Regions from separate parts of the Sus scrofa genome. Here region 2 is linked to region 1. A link is a contact called in public promoter capture Hi-C data. All regions are on one chromosome and are shown on one strand. Each heading gives the region's core, a stretch centred on a gene start, on an enhancer-like site or on the middle of the called end of the contact. The rest is flanking DNA. Distances are from core to core; before and after follow the strand shown. Region 1 overlaps C8H4orf17. Region 2 holds the start of C8H4orf17.

The links. Promoter capture Hi-C pulls out the DNA fragments that hold promoters and counts their contacts.
Region 2: a promoter capture Hi-C map of fetal liver shows a contact between it and region 1, with 2.7 times the contacts expected there. The contact joins the promoter of C8H4orf17 here to the enhancer-like site in region 1. A contact is called at or near these places in 2 of 5 promoter capture datasets (fetal liver and liver), 17 of 47 Hi-C or Micro-C datasets (brain, embryonic fibroblasts, fetal liver and 9 more) and 2 of 2 datasets of contacts at active chromatin or transcription factors (alveolar macrophages and skeletal muscle).

Annotation. Positions count from the first base shown.
Region 1 is chr8:120,992,136-120,998,009 of Sscrofa11.1, reverse strand. C8H4orf17 reads left to right here. Exons shown (of 17, transcript XM_021101734.1): 6 at 1,068-1,328. Among named protein-coding and RNA genes, the nearest start is that of ADH1C, 94 kb to the left of the region's middle. Within about 2 kb of position 3,614, at least 5 of the 83 cell types and tissues checked have an H3K27ac peak or open chromatin away from gene starts, as enhancers often do. A contact at or near this core is called in fetal liver, liver and omental adipose tissue, where this site is marked.
Region 2 is chr8:121,264,062-121,269,935 of Sscrofa11.1, reverse strand. C8H4orf17 reads left to right here and starts at 3,238. Exons shown (of 17, transcript XM_021101734.1): 1 at 3,238-3,400; 2 at 3,892-4,047. It overlaps ADH5 (alcohol dehydrogenase 5 (class III), chi polypeptide), which reads right to left and starts at 3,142. Exons shown (of 9, transcript NM_001244833.1): 1 at 3,014-3,142; 2 at 161-262. The coding sequence starts at 3,058.

The sequences.
Region 1 (5,874 bases), core at 2,365-4,864:
CTGCCTCATGCTCTTTTGAAATCTAGCTGGGCAGAAAGCAGTGGATAGAATATTGTCTCTTAACATTCATGTCCACCAGCACCTCAGAATATGACCTTATCTGAAAATAGGGTCTTTGCAGATATGAAGTAAATAGTTAATATGAGGTCATACTGGATCAGAGCAGGCCTAAATCTAATGACCAGTGTCCATGTAAAAAGGCTATGGCAGGACACAGAGGGACACACAGAGGACATGCTCTGTGACCACAGAGACAGGGATTGGAGTGCAGCAACCACAGCCAAGGAAGGCCAAGGAGTTCTGGGATAGAGGCTGGGACAGATTCTGCCTCAGAGACTCCAGAAGGATGCAATCCTGCTGAGACTTCAATTTTGAACTTCTGGCCTCCAAAAACTGTGAGAAAATATATGTCTGTAAAATATATGTCTGTTGTTTTAAGCCACCAAGTATGTGATATTTGTTAGGGTAGCCCTAGGAAACTAATACATGAGGGATCTCTAGCCAAAAGGGGGAGCAAATGTCACAACGTCTCTTTCAAGCAGGGTCAGCAAGGAGGGATGAAGAGGGTTTATGTATGGGAGTCCTGAATAGGCCCTCAGAAAGTGGGTCCCAGCAAGACAGGTGCACATTCTATAGTGGCCTGTTAGGTTGTAGTTCTGTCCCCTCAGGAGCAGGAGCCCAGGCAGGAGGGGACAAGGAAGCACAGTCACATCGAAAGGGACAACTGTGCAGAAGTTAGGCTGTTCAAGGCCTTCCAGGATGACCCACAAGACAGATTCAGGGACTGGAGCACACCAGGCAATACTCACTCACAAATCTCTTAGAGTACAAAGCCAAGAGCTGCTACCTTCTTATATGGCAAAAATAGCACTGATATTAAATCACAGGTTCTATCAGCCAGTTTTAAATTTAATGCTAACAAATTTTAATTGAGTGATAGTCTGCTAACCAAAAAATTTAAAAAATTTTAAATAACTTTTATTGGAGTATAGTTGATTTAGAAAATTGTGATAAAAATTTTTTATGAAGTGTTTTTTTTGTTCATTTTTGTCTGTTTTTTGCTTTAGATATTCCAGGGCTCACAATGAGGACCATCCTGAGTATCAAGACTTCATTTTAATACCTCCTAGGAAACTGTTCCTGCCAAACGCAAACAGGAGGCCCGTTCAACAAGTAGCAAATCAAATAAGCCTTGGAAAAGAGCCAAGTCACAGTGAGAGTGGATCCTCCCTCCAGAAGCTGGAGGGACCCGAAAGATGTAAGTGCCAGAACAGTTCTCCAGTGTCAAAAGTCACAATATGAGCAGCTTGACTGGGCATCTGAGAAAGGTAAGAACTGAATCAAATCAGAGTCTAGGAAACTCAGTTCAACTGGATCCCCTATAAGTCACAAATGTCACCAATGTAAATGCCCATCCATTTATCCATTCGTCCACAGCTTTATAACCCATTAAACTCTTCTCAATAATTTAGCTTGCAGAGAACATCTGTTTCCTGCTAGAGCTAGAAATGACAATAGTTACTACACTTGCACTATTATTGCTTCCAAACTTCATTAGATTTATATATATATAGTTATAGTTATAGTTATCAACCAGGTTCTTCTATGAGGTGTTCCATTCTAGCTAACAAAAGTATGTATTCTGGAGGAGGTTTGGCTGAACAGAAAATTTGGTTTCAAAGAATTGGGCTCTGGTCACAACTCTACCATTTTTAAGCTCTGTGGTCCAAATAAGACTTCTCTCTAAGCGTCAATTCTTTCATCTGTGAAATAGTAATAATACTTCCTATCTGCATGTAATTATTCAATTAATATTAACTATTATTATGCCAATAATAAGAAAAGGATGCCCAGCTGCTCATAAATGAGCAGCTGAGCTGTCAAGTCTGCCTTCAGTATTGCAACATTTGAGGTCAAGGTGGTACCCTTGTGTGAATCCAGTGTGAATCAGGGAGAGGGGCAGGGTGCTGGAGGAACAGTCAGCACCCTCTGGCTACAGAGCAAGTCTTTGCTGGAGACCCTGCTCCACAGCTGTTATTTATAACTCTGGCTCTGCATCAACCTATCAGGGCAGGCTTTTTTTTTTTCCCCTTTAGGGCCACATATGTGGCATATGGAAGTTCCCAGGCTAGAGGCAAATTGGAGCTGTAGCTGCTGGCCTATACCACAGCCACAGCAATGCAGGATCTGAGCCACACCTGTGATAAATGACAGCCATGGCCAGGGATTGACTCCATGTTCTCATGGACACTAGTCATGTTCATTACTGCTGAGCCACAGCGGGAACTCCCACCAGGGAAGTCTTTTAAAAACAGCTATTTCAGAGCTCCAGAATTAGAGAGCTACTCAGGTACTTCTGATATTCAGCCTGGACTAGGAGCTCTACCCCAAGGGGCAGTGGTAGTATCCCAGGCAGAAGTCACCCTGCGCCACGCCCTATGGCCCTCCTCTGGTCCATAGCCATGCAAGGACCAATCTTACCAACTTCAAAGAAAGCAAATACTTAGAAAATCCTAGGACTAGGATGGTGACATTTACCTTAGGATGACCAGCCAGCAGTTAGAAGTAAAAGCTGCTTTTTCAATGTGGGTATAGCCCTAGTGCCAGATATTAATAAATTCTCTGGGGGAAATTCTCAATCTACTGCACGTCGTCTGTTAGTGTTCAGGTCCTTCAGGGTTATTGCAACTACCCAAACTGCAACTTTTTCTGGGAGTGCAGTGGCTGTGACAATGAGGGGCTTTCCTATGCTGTCTCTGGGCAGTATCCTTTGTTCTCATCAACCTGTCCTGTGTATTAAGTCATTCATCCATTCATTCACACACTCAGTAAATATTTATTGAGTTATCACAGAGGGTTGATTCTGACAAGCCTCCCAGGAAAAAAAATCCTCAAGAAATTCTTTGGTACACCTAGGATTGAGAATCATATTTCCAAATATCATCCTGAAATGAAAACTTGAGGGCCAATGGTAGCTCATATTTCCCTAGCATTTGAATTTGTAAGGCACTTTTGTAGAAATATTTTATTTACTTATTTATTTTTTTCTGTAATTTTAAGGCTGCACCCATGGCACATAGGAAGTTCCCAGGCTAGGGATCGAATCTGAGCTGTAGCTGCCAGCTTACACCACAGCGACAGCAATACCAGATCCGAGCCGTGTCCATAACCTACAGCATAGGTCATGGCAATGCTGGATCCTTAACCCACTGAGCAAGCCCAGGGATTGAATCCGCATCCTCGTGGACACGAGCTGGGTTTGTTATCACTGAGCAACAATGGGAACTCCCTTGTAGAAATTATTTTAATTGTTCATTCTGCTTGTCCTGGGATGTAAAATTAGATGTATTTATAGTTCAACTTTAATGAAGAGGAAACTGCAGATCATTGCTAGTAAATAGCCATGCTAAGATGTACAAAGTCAGTTCTACTAATGGAAGTAAGCTACGGCAGATGTTCCAATTTATCAGGAGTATCTTATGGAAAGGGCTATACATAAGTCTTCATTAGGTTTTAGCTTCTTAAGGGTTTATTAGTTTAGGAAACTGAGTGGCCCCAGAGTTTCTGCCTCCAAAGGAACTCAGGTTCCTCCCTGTCTCAGCTGACACAGGCACAGCCACGTCTGTGTGTAGCATGTTGCCGCCACCTAGTGGTGAATATGGCATCTTAGCCTTATAACTGGAAAAAAAAAAACTTCAGGAGAGAATTGTATTGGCTACCTCAGTTTGAAAACAATCCTGAATCCCTTCTTGCCCTCCAAAAAATAAAAACCCACCAAAAACGATCCTGATATATCCTTTTGACAGGATATTATGTAATTAGCTGTTTTTTAAAGGGCACACCAATGCTCATTTTCCTCCTTTGTCTATTCATACCCTATAGTAATTTTTGCTTAATTAAAAAAAAAATCAGAAACAATCACCCTAACCTCTTGATATCTAATGTGAATATGCAAATGACAGATAATGCTCTTTCAACCTTTGTTTTAATGAATGTTAAACATCAAATGAACTTTTCCCAATGAATGAAATCTCTCTTCTCAGAGCCAGGAGAACAACTGAGAAACACTTGGTTTTGAGTTCTAACAGAGGTGGATCTCACCTTTTGGGAGATCATTTGATGGGAGTTGATAGTAAGTAGATCTAGAAGCTGGAAAAAGTAAATGTATCATCGCCCCTTTTCCGTTTTGTTGGTTGGTGATCTGAAGAAGTTTCATCCATCCTAAATTTCCCAAGGCACTCAAAAAGCATTTCCATTTCCCCCCTTTTATTCAGATGAGGGCCTAGAGGCATGGGAAACAAATAGCTCACTCATATAACCCTGACTTTCATCAGCATCCTCAGGCTGATGATGTAGCATTTCTCTCAGTTCTTCTATATGTGGTACCAGCTCTGCCACTGGCTCTGTGTGATGCTGGGAAACTTGCTCATGTCAGCTGTGTTTCAATTGGAACCACTAGAAATAGGCTCAAAGATTACTTCTAACTCTTACCCAAACACACACACACACACACACACACACACACACACACACTCACTCCCTTGCCAGAGTATCTTGTTTAAAATCTCTATGACCCTGCAGTTATGTTGTACTGGATTGAATGGTGGCTCCATTCAACAGGAGATATGTTTATACCCTAATCTCTTGGAACCTGTGAATGTGACCTTATTTGGAAAAAGGATCTTAGCTGTAGATGTAATTAAATCAAAGATTTCCTGATAAAATTATCCTGGATTATTCAGATAGGTCCTAAATCCAATGACAACTCATAAGAAACTCATAGCAGGGATACTCAGAGAGACAGAGAAGGCCCTATGAAAATAGAGGCAGAGGTTGGAGCTAGTGAAGGAACATCTGGAGCACCAAAAGCTGAAGGAGGAGCTAAGAAAGACTCTTCTCTAGAGGCTTCTTTGTATAATCCTTACATTGACTGGGAGACCAACTGGAAGCATCAGTAGGAGAGCCACCCTGTCTGGCCTCACAAGGTGGGTAGGACCTGGACCAAGAATACTGGAAACATAGTCAGTGCTGTTCCCTCTGGGGGCTTTGTGTGTTGGGGGGCGGTGGGGAGGACATGTGGGCAAGGCCCTGGGACAGATCACAAGGCTGTGGGGTAAGGATTATGGGGGCCATTAAGGAGCCATTAAATGCAAAATTGATGTTTATGTTTTCTTTAGTTCAACTTCCTCTTCATCCCACCCTCAGTCACATTGTACTGTCAGTTTTCTATGCACTAGGGATTTAGTGAAGAGACGGTAGCTTCTTAGATAAGAGCAGAGAGTTTGAGCCAGACCCCTGGGTGCAAATCCTGACTTAGCCATTTTCCAGCTGTGTGACCAAGTTATGAAAGCCTTTGATCCCTTGGTTTCCTCATTTGTCAAAGAATGTTAATAATAATAATAATAATAATAATAATAATAGCATCCTCGTGAGGCTTTGTGAAGATAAAGTGCTAAATAAATATAAATGTAATAAATTTATATTGTATTTTATTATATATTATATATTTTTATATGTTTAAATATATATTTATTATATTTTTATTATATTTACTATATTATGCTATGAATAAATATAAAGTAAAGAATAAAGTGCAATATATTTATTATAAATAAATATATTGGTGCATAGAAAGTGTTGATAGTCATCACTTTTAAATTAGTCCTGGGAGTGTCTGTGCTGTACGTGGGGCCAGAGCCCTGGGAGATCAGAAGCCGGTTAGGAAATAAGAAGTGATCAGCAGAAAAGCCCCTAACAGCTGCCCACAGTTAAGGGAAGGGAGTCTTAAAGGAACAAGGAAAAATAGGAATCTTTTATAAAATATTTTTAGAATTACTTAGTGACCTCCAGATGAAAGGAAAATGGGTCAAAAAA
Region 2 (5,874 bases), core at 1,989-4,488, 270 kb before region 1:
GAAGGTGAGAGAGAGAAAATAAGAGGCTATGCTGGATGACTTTCAATACCTTCTCCCTGACACTATCCTTTAGGGTTTCTCCTCTGCAGGCCTCAGAGGACTCATCTACCTAGAGACCTGATTGTAGGCCTTCTTTCCCAGTGCCTTAGAGTATCATTACCTTAATTCGAACTTCATGAGCCTTTGGGGGTGCCACCTCTATCTCCTCTATGGAGAGAGGCTTTCCAGCCTCCCAGGCAACCGCAGCCTTGCACTTGATGACCTGAAATGGGGAAAACAGAGAGCGAGTTGTTTGTTCTTCTGAACTAATAACACACTACTTATTAGTTAAATGCTGATGGTGCTATTTTTAGAAAGTATATTAGAGATTCACAAAGAAACACATAACTCTAAGCGATATGGAGAACTACCTTACATGTGATTATTTCATATATACAATGTTCATTAAAAAGATTTAATTGAGATAACCAATGAAGAATTCTATTCATCATTTTTTTTTTTTCTTTTTAGGGCAGCACCTAGGGCATTTGGGTTTCCAGGCTAGGTGTCAAATCGGAGCTATAGCCACTGCCCTGTGCCACAGCCACAGCCCTGCCAGATCCTTAACCCACTGAGTAAGGCCAAGGCATCAAACCTGCATCCTCAGGGATACTAGTCAGATTCGCTTCCCCTGAGCCACAATGTGAACTCCCTAGTCATCAAATATTTAATGACCTTCTACAGTGCACAAACAGGAGCAAGTTAAGAACACAGGTTCCATGAGAATCTGATTTAGTAGTAGGTATAGGGTCCAAGGCAACTGAATGTTTCACATGTGCCCTTTTGCTCAAGCTGGTTTAAGTAATACTGGTTTAGTGCAAAACTGCATGGTGTAAGGAGGAGTACCAGAACAGGAAAATTAAAAAAAAACTACATCTACTCTCTTTAACTGTGCTATCCAGTACAGGAGCCACCTGCCATGTGTGGCTATCAAGCCCTTGAAAAATAGCCAGTGTGAGTGGAGATAAGCTGTAAGGGTAAAATATACCCAGATTCTGAAGACTTAATATAATAATATATATATATATACTTCAATTATATTTAAAAAAATACTGATTACATGCTGAGATAGTATTTTGAATGTACTGGGTTAAATTTTAATCCAATTTAATGCCATGGTAATGTGGCTACTAGAAAAGTTAAAATTACACGTGTCCTCCATATTTGTATTTCTATAGTATAGTCCTGCTTTAGAGATTCTAGTCAGTACTTCCCTCCTTTACCAGGGAATCAAGTGTAATGACAAAGGTTTTTTTTTTTTTTTTTTTTTTGTCTTTTTTTGTCTTTTTTTTTAGTTGTTGTTGTTCTTGTTGTTGCTATTTCTTGGGCCGCTCTCGCGGCATATGGAGGTTCCCAGGCTAGGGGTTGAATCGGAGCTGTAGCCACCGGCCTACGCCAGAGGCACAGCAACGCAGGATCCGAGCCGCGTCTGCAACCTACACCACAGCTCACGGCAACGCCGGATCGTTAACCCACTGAGCAAGGGCAGGGACCGAACCCGCAACCTCATGGTTCCTAGTCGGATTCGTTAACCACTGCGCCACGACGGGAACTCCATGACAAAGGTTTTGATTTGTTCATATAATGCTTATGAAATATGGTGACAGGATAAAGGTTGCACTGGTTTACAGGAGACAGACGTGAAAGTCTGTAATTACAAAAAGTGTGATTTAGAGAGACGCAAAGTGCTACAGAATGCAAAACATGTGCCAGAAACCTCAAACAAAACCCCAAAGGTAAAATTCAGAATACAAACAATGAAGTCACATAATCTAGACAGGTGAAGCAACAAGACTAAATAGGTCATCCGTAATCTAAGTTTTATGTCCCTCCTCTGCCCTTTCAACATATATCTGAAAGGAGTTTAACCTTTTCCCTTCAATGTGACTTTTTGTTTTTTTCGGAGCTCACTCCCCCTTTTTTGGATGCTTGGCTTGACATGGGATATGTTCCCAGATAAGGAACTGAACCCCAGCTGCAGCAGTGAAAGCACTGAGTCCTAACCACTAGACCACCAGGAACTCCCTTTAAGACAATTCTAAGCAAAACGAAGCCCCACTCTAAATCCAAAGGCAACTTGCCCTACTTCAATATTTGAACTATCATAGGAATTATAATTTCTCACATGTTCTAAAGACACTTGGTAATAACGAAAATAAACTGCCAGTTTGTTAGGTCCGAAAAATCACTCAGAATTTACCATTTGTATTCAAGTCCAAATCTTTCTAGAAAATTCCTGGTTTGCAAGCAATAAAACAATCAGACACTTTAGACCGACTAATCACGTTGTTTGTATGTTTCTGCCTTTCCTATTGTCTTATGTGTACTTCTAGAACCTGTAATAGTTTGTGCACAGGGTTCGGAAGCCTGGTGGTCCTTAGTGTGACCACTGGGCATGACCAACTTCTAAGGCTCAGCTCTTGGTCTGTATAATGGGATACTATCGTGCATAGGTGCTACACGAGGATTAAATTAAAGGAGGGTATGTATAAGGCCCTCTGGTGACCAACTGCTCCACAGCGTTACTGAAAGGGCCCGAAATGCATTCCTTGGTGCCACAATAATAGCTCAATTATGAACTACTATCATGAAAAGCACGCAACCTACCACAGGGTTAGGAGCATGGGCTCTGGCTGCAGCTGTGCCACCTAAAAGTATGACCTTGAGCTAGTTACTTATTTTTGTGAACGCAAAGCATAGAGGCTCCCAAACGGCCTGCAGGACACGGATCGACTCCCCCCCCCCCGTCCTCTCCACCCCCACCCCGCTTCGGCTGCGCCAAAAAGGGCAAAACCCTCTCAAGTAAGGAACAAAAAGCGCCCGCCCTCCCTTCCTTCCCGCAGAGCTGCTCGCCGGAGCCCCTGATTCAGCTTCTACAGTCTGGCCCAACTCCGCGCCGCCCCGAAGCGGGCGGCCGGGTTCTGCCCCATGCTTTCCCTCCCTCTTTCTCCAGCCGCGGAGCCGCAGGCGATACCTGGTTCGCCATGTCCTCCGACTGCGAGCAGCGAGAAGCGGACATCCGGCAGGGCCCGGGGAGGGTCGGCGATGTGGGCGGAGCGTGCGCGTGGCGCTCTTCTACCTCCGCCGGCGCCGGGGCGAGTGCGGAGCAGAGGTTTTCGGGGGACGTGAAGGGGCGGGCCTGGGACGTGAGGGGCGTGGCCTAGTGTGGGCGGAGCTAGAGCTGTAGTAGGAGGCGGGGGTCTCGCGGGAAGTAGGAGGGGTTCCGAGGAGGCTGAGTGGGGGTTCCCGCTGTTTGACTGGCATGACAGGCTTGCTGCGTAATGTTTGTCGGGAGAGAGTTTCCCTGTGTAACTGTAGCCCAGACAGCGCAGAGAAAGCTTACGAAGGAGAGATAGACAAGGTGAGAAACCAGGAATTTCACTGGGAGCCCATGAGAAGCCATGAGAGGACTGCACCACCTTCCCAGTCCTACACACCTGGCGCACAAGTCTCGAGCGCGCCAGATGAGGAAGATAGCGCTCCTCACAGCAGCCTCCGTCAGATGAGCTGTGAGGAGGGATAAGGGGACACAAAGCGGGCTCCTTTGGGAAATTTCCCAATGTCACCTTGAAAAAAACTCACAGTGGAAAAAACCTGTGAGTTGTTTACCCCATGTCTGACCGAGGACTGTGGACCTGGAGACAGCCCCTCAGGTAGTTCTGAGGAACTGGTCGGAGAGGCGGGGAAGAGGCCAGTGTATATATGAAAAATCATATATACACTGGGCTGAGCAGGTTCTTATAATCAAGCTTACATCTCCTAGATAAGTATGGGAAGATGGGAGAATCCAGGTTTTTAAAAAAGTTTGTCTTGAAATAGTTCTAATTTTCTTTTTTTTTTTCTTTTTCTAAGGCCGCACCCGAGGTACATGGAGGTTCCCAGGCTAAGGGTTGAATTGGAGCTGGAGCCGCTGGCCTACGCCACAGCCACAGCAACGCAGGATCCCAGTCGGTCTGAGACCTACACCACAGCTCACTGCAAGGCGGGATCCTTGACCCACTGAACGAGGTAAGGGATAGAACCTGCAACCTCATGGTTCCTAGTCAGATTCGTTAACCACTGAACCAGGACGGGAACTCCTACTTCTAATTTTCTAAGGGCCTGTTTTCCCAGAGCATGGAGTGCCTCTTCCCTGATCTTCCCCTGGATTTCCTTTCAGGGTGTGTCGTAGGTCTGCAACTGGGGGGGCTAATGACTCAGTCTCTGTAGACCTGCATGGTGGGCAGCATTCTTTGTTTTACACCAGGCTCCTGTTCCAGCTGTTGCTGCTGAAGGGTGAGTAGGAGTTTTGGTGGGAAATCCATAGGACATGAGGAGAGAACTTTGCCAGGAGGAGAAGGAGGCAGTGAAAAGTCTCTGGAACATGGGTGCATTTGATGTGTTTTAAGAGTGTTTAGAAAGAGGAAAGATAGAGTATTTGTCACTTTACTCTTAAACTCTGTTGTGGATGCTGTATTTTATTAAAATGAGTCGACTGGATAGACCACTCTTTTCTTTGTATCTCAGTCCTTTTTTTTTTTTTTTTTTTTTTTTTTGGCTCCTTTTCCTCAATATATACCTTAAGGGTTGGTGCTTTCAAAAATTCTGTCCAAAGTATTTCTCTTCACTCCACCTTCTCATTCACATTATGGTTTTTAAATTCTTTTTATATAAGAAAATCTTCTAGAGTGTTCATTGTATCAAGATGGCTCCCAGTAAACCTCAGACTTGGCACACAACTGCCTACTAGACTTGTCTCCATTATCTCGGACTCAACTTGTCCCAATCTCAACGTGTCATCCTTTTTCCTTAAATGTACCTTTTTCTTCCTGTCTTTGTGTAGGATCATCCTCTACCTACTTGCCCCAGCCAGAAACCAGGGAATTACAACTTCGCCCTCTTCCTTAGCCCCTGCTGTCACCAAACTCTAAATACTTCTCACATCTTGTACCTGCCCTCTCTCCTCACTGCTGCTGCCTTAGTTCAGGCTATCATCATTTCTTACACGGTTTCTGAAAAAGCCTTCCATCTGATTTCTTTGTTGCCAGACCCCTGAATCCAATGTACTTCTAAGCTAATGCCCCCTTCAGTGATATTTCCAAAACATACATTATTACATGCCATTTATTTTCACCTTTAATGATTTTTGAATGATAGGGTTTTGTTGTTTTTTGCGTTTTAGGGCTGTACTTGCGGCATGTGGAAGTTCCCAGGCTAGGAGTCAAATTAGAGTTATAGCTGCTGGCCTCTGCCACAGCCACAGCAATGCCAGATCCGAGCCGCATTTGTAACCTACACCACAGCTCACAGCAATGCCAGATCCTTAACCCACTGAGTGAGGCCAGGGGTGGAACTCACATCCTCATAGATCCTAGTCAGGTTTGTTAACTGCTGAGCCACGAAGGGAACTCCTGAATGATATGGTTTATAAGTAAGTAAATGTCATGCTTCTATATGAAAATCTTCTAGGATTGAGAGAGGGCTAAAATCCAAACTCTGTCACTGGGCCAGCCAGGCCTTGGATAACCTGGTTCCTATTCCTCTCTCCAGCTTTATTTTCTGTTATTCTGCCACACAAGTCTTTCTTCAACCTCATGGAACATTTGTAGTTCCTTAAAAGGGCTTTTGATGTGGTAGAACTTGGGCTTGGTATGCAGCAAGCCTTATGCTGGTGCAAAAAGAGTTTTTAGCAGAGTTAACTTTCTTTTCCCTATTAAATATATATTTAGCATTTTAATTGTACCTTGCTTGCAAATAATAGACAGGACTTCTAGTTTCTAGTCTGGCATTTAAGGCATTTGGAAGTCATCATTCCATCCTAATGAGTAAAGAGCTGAACAAGCTGAAAAATTAATA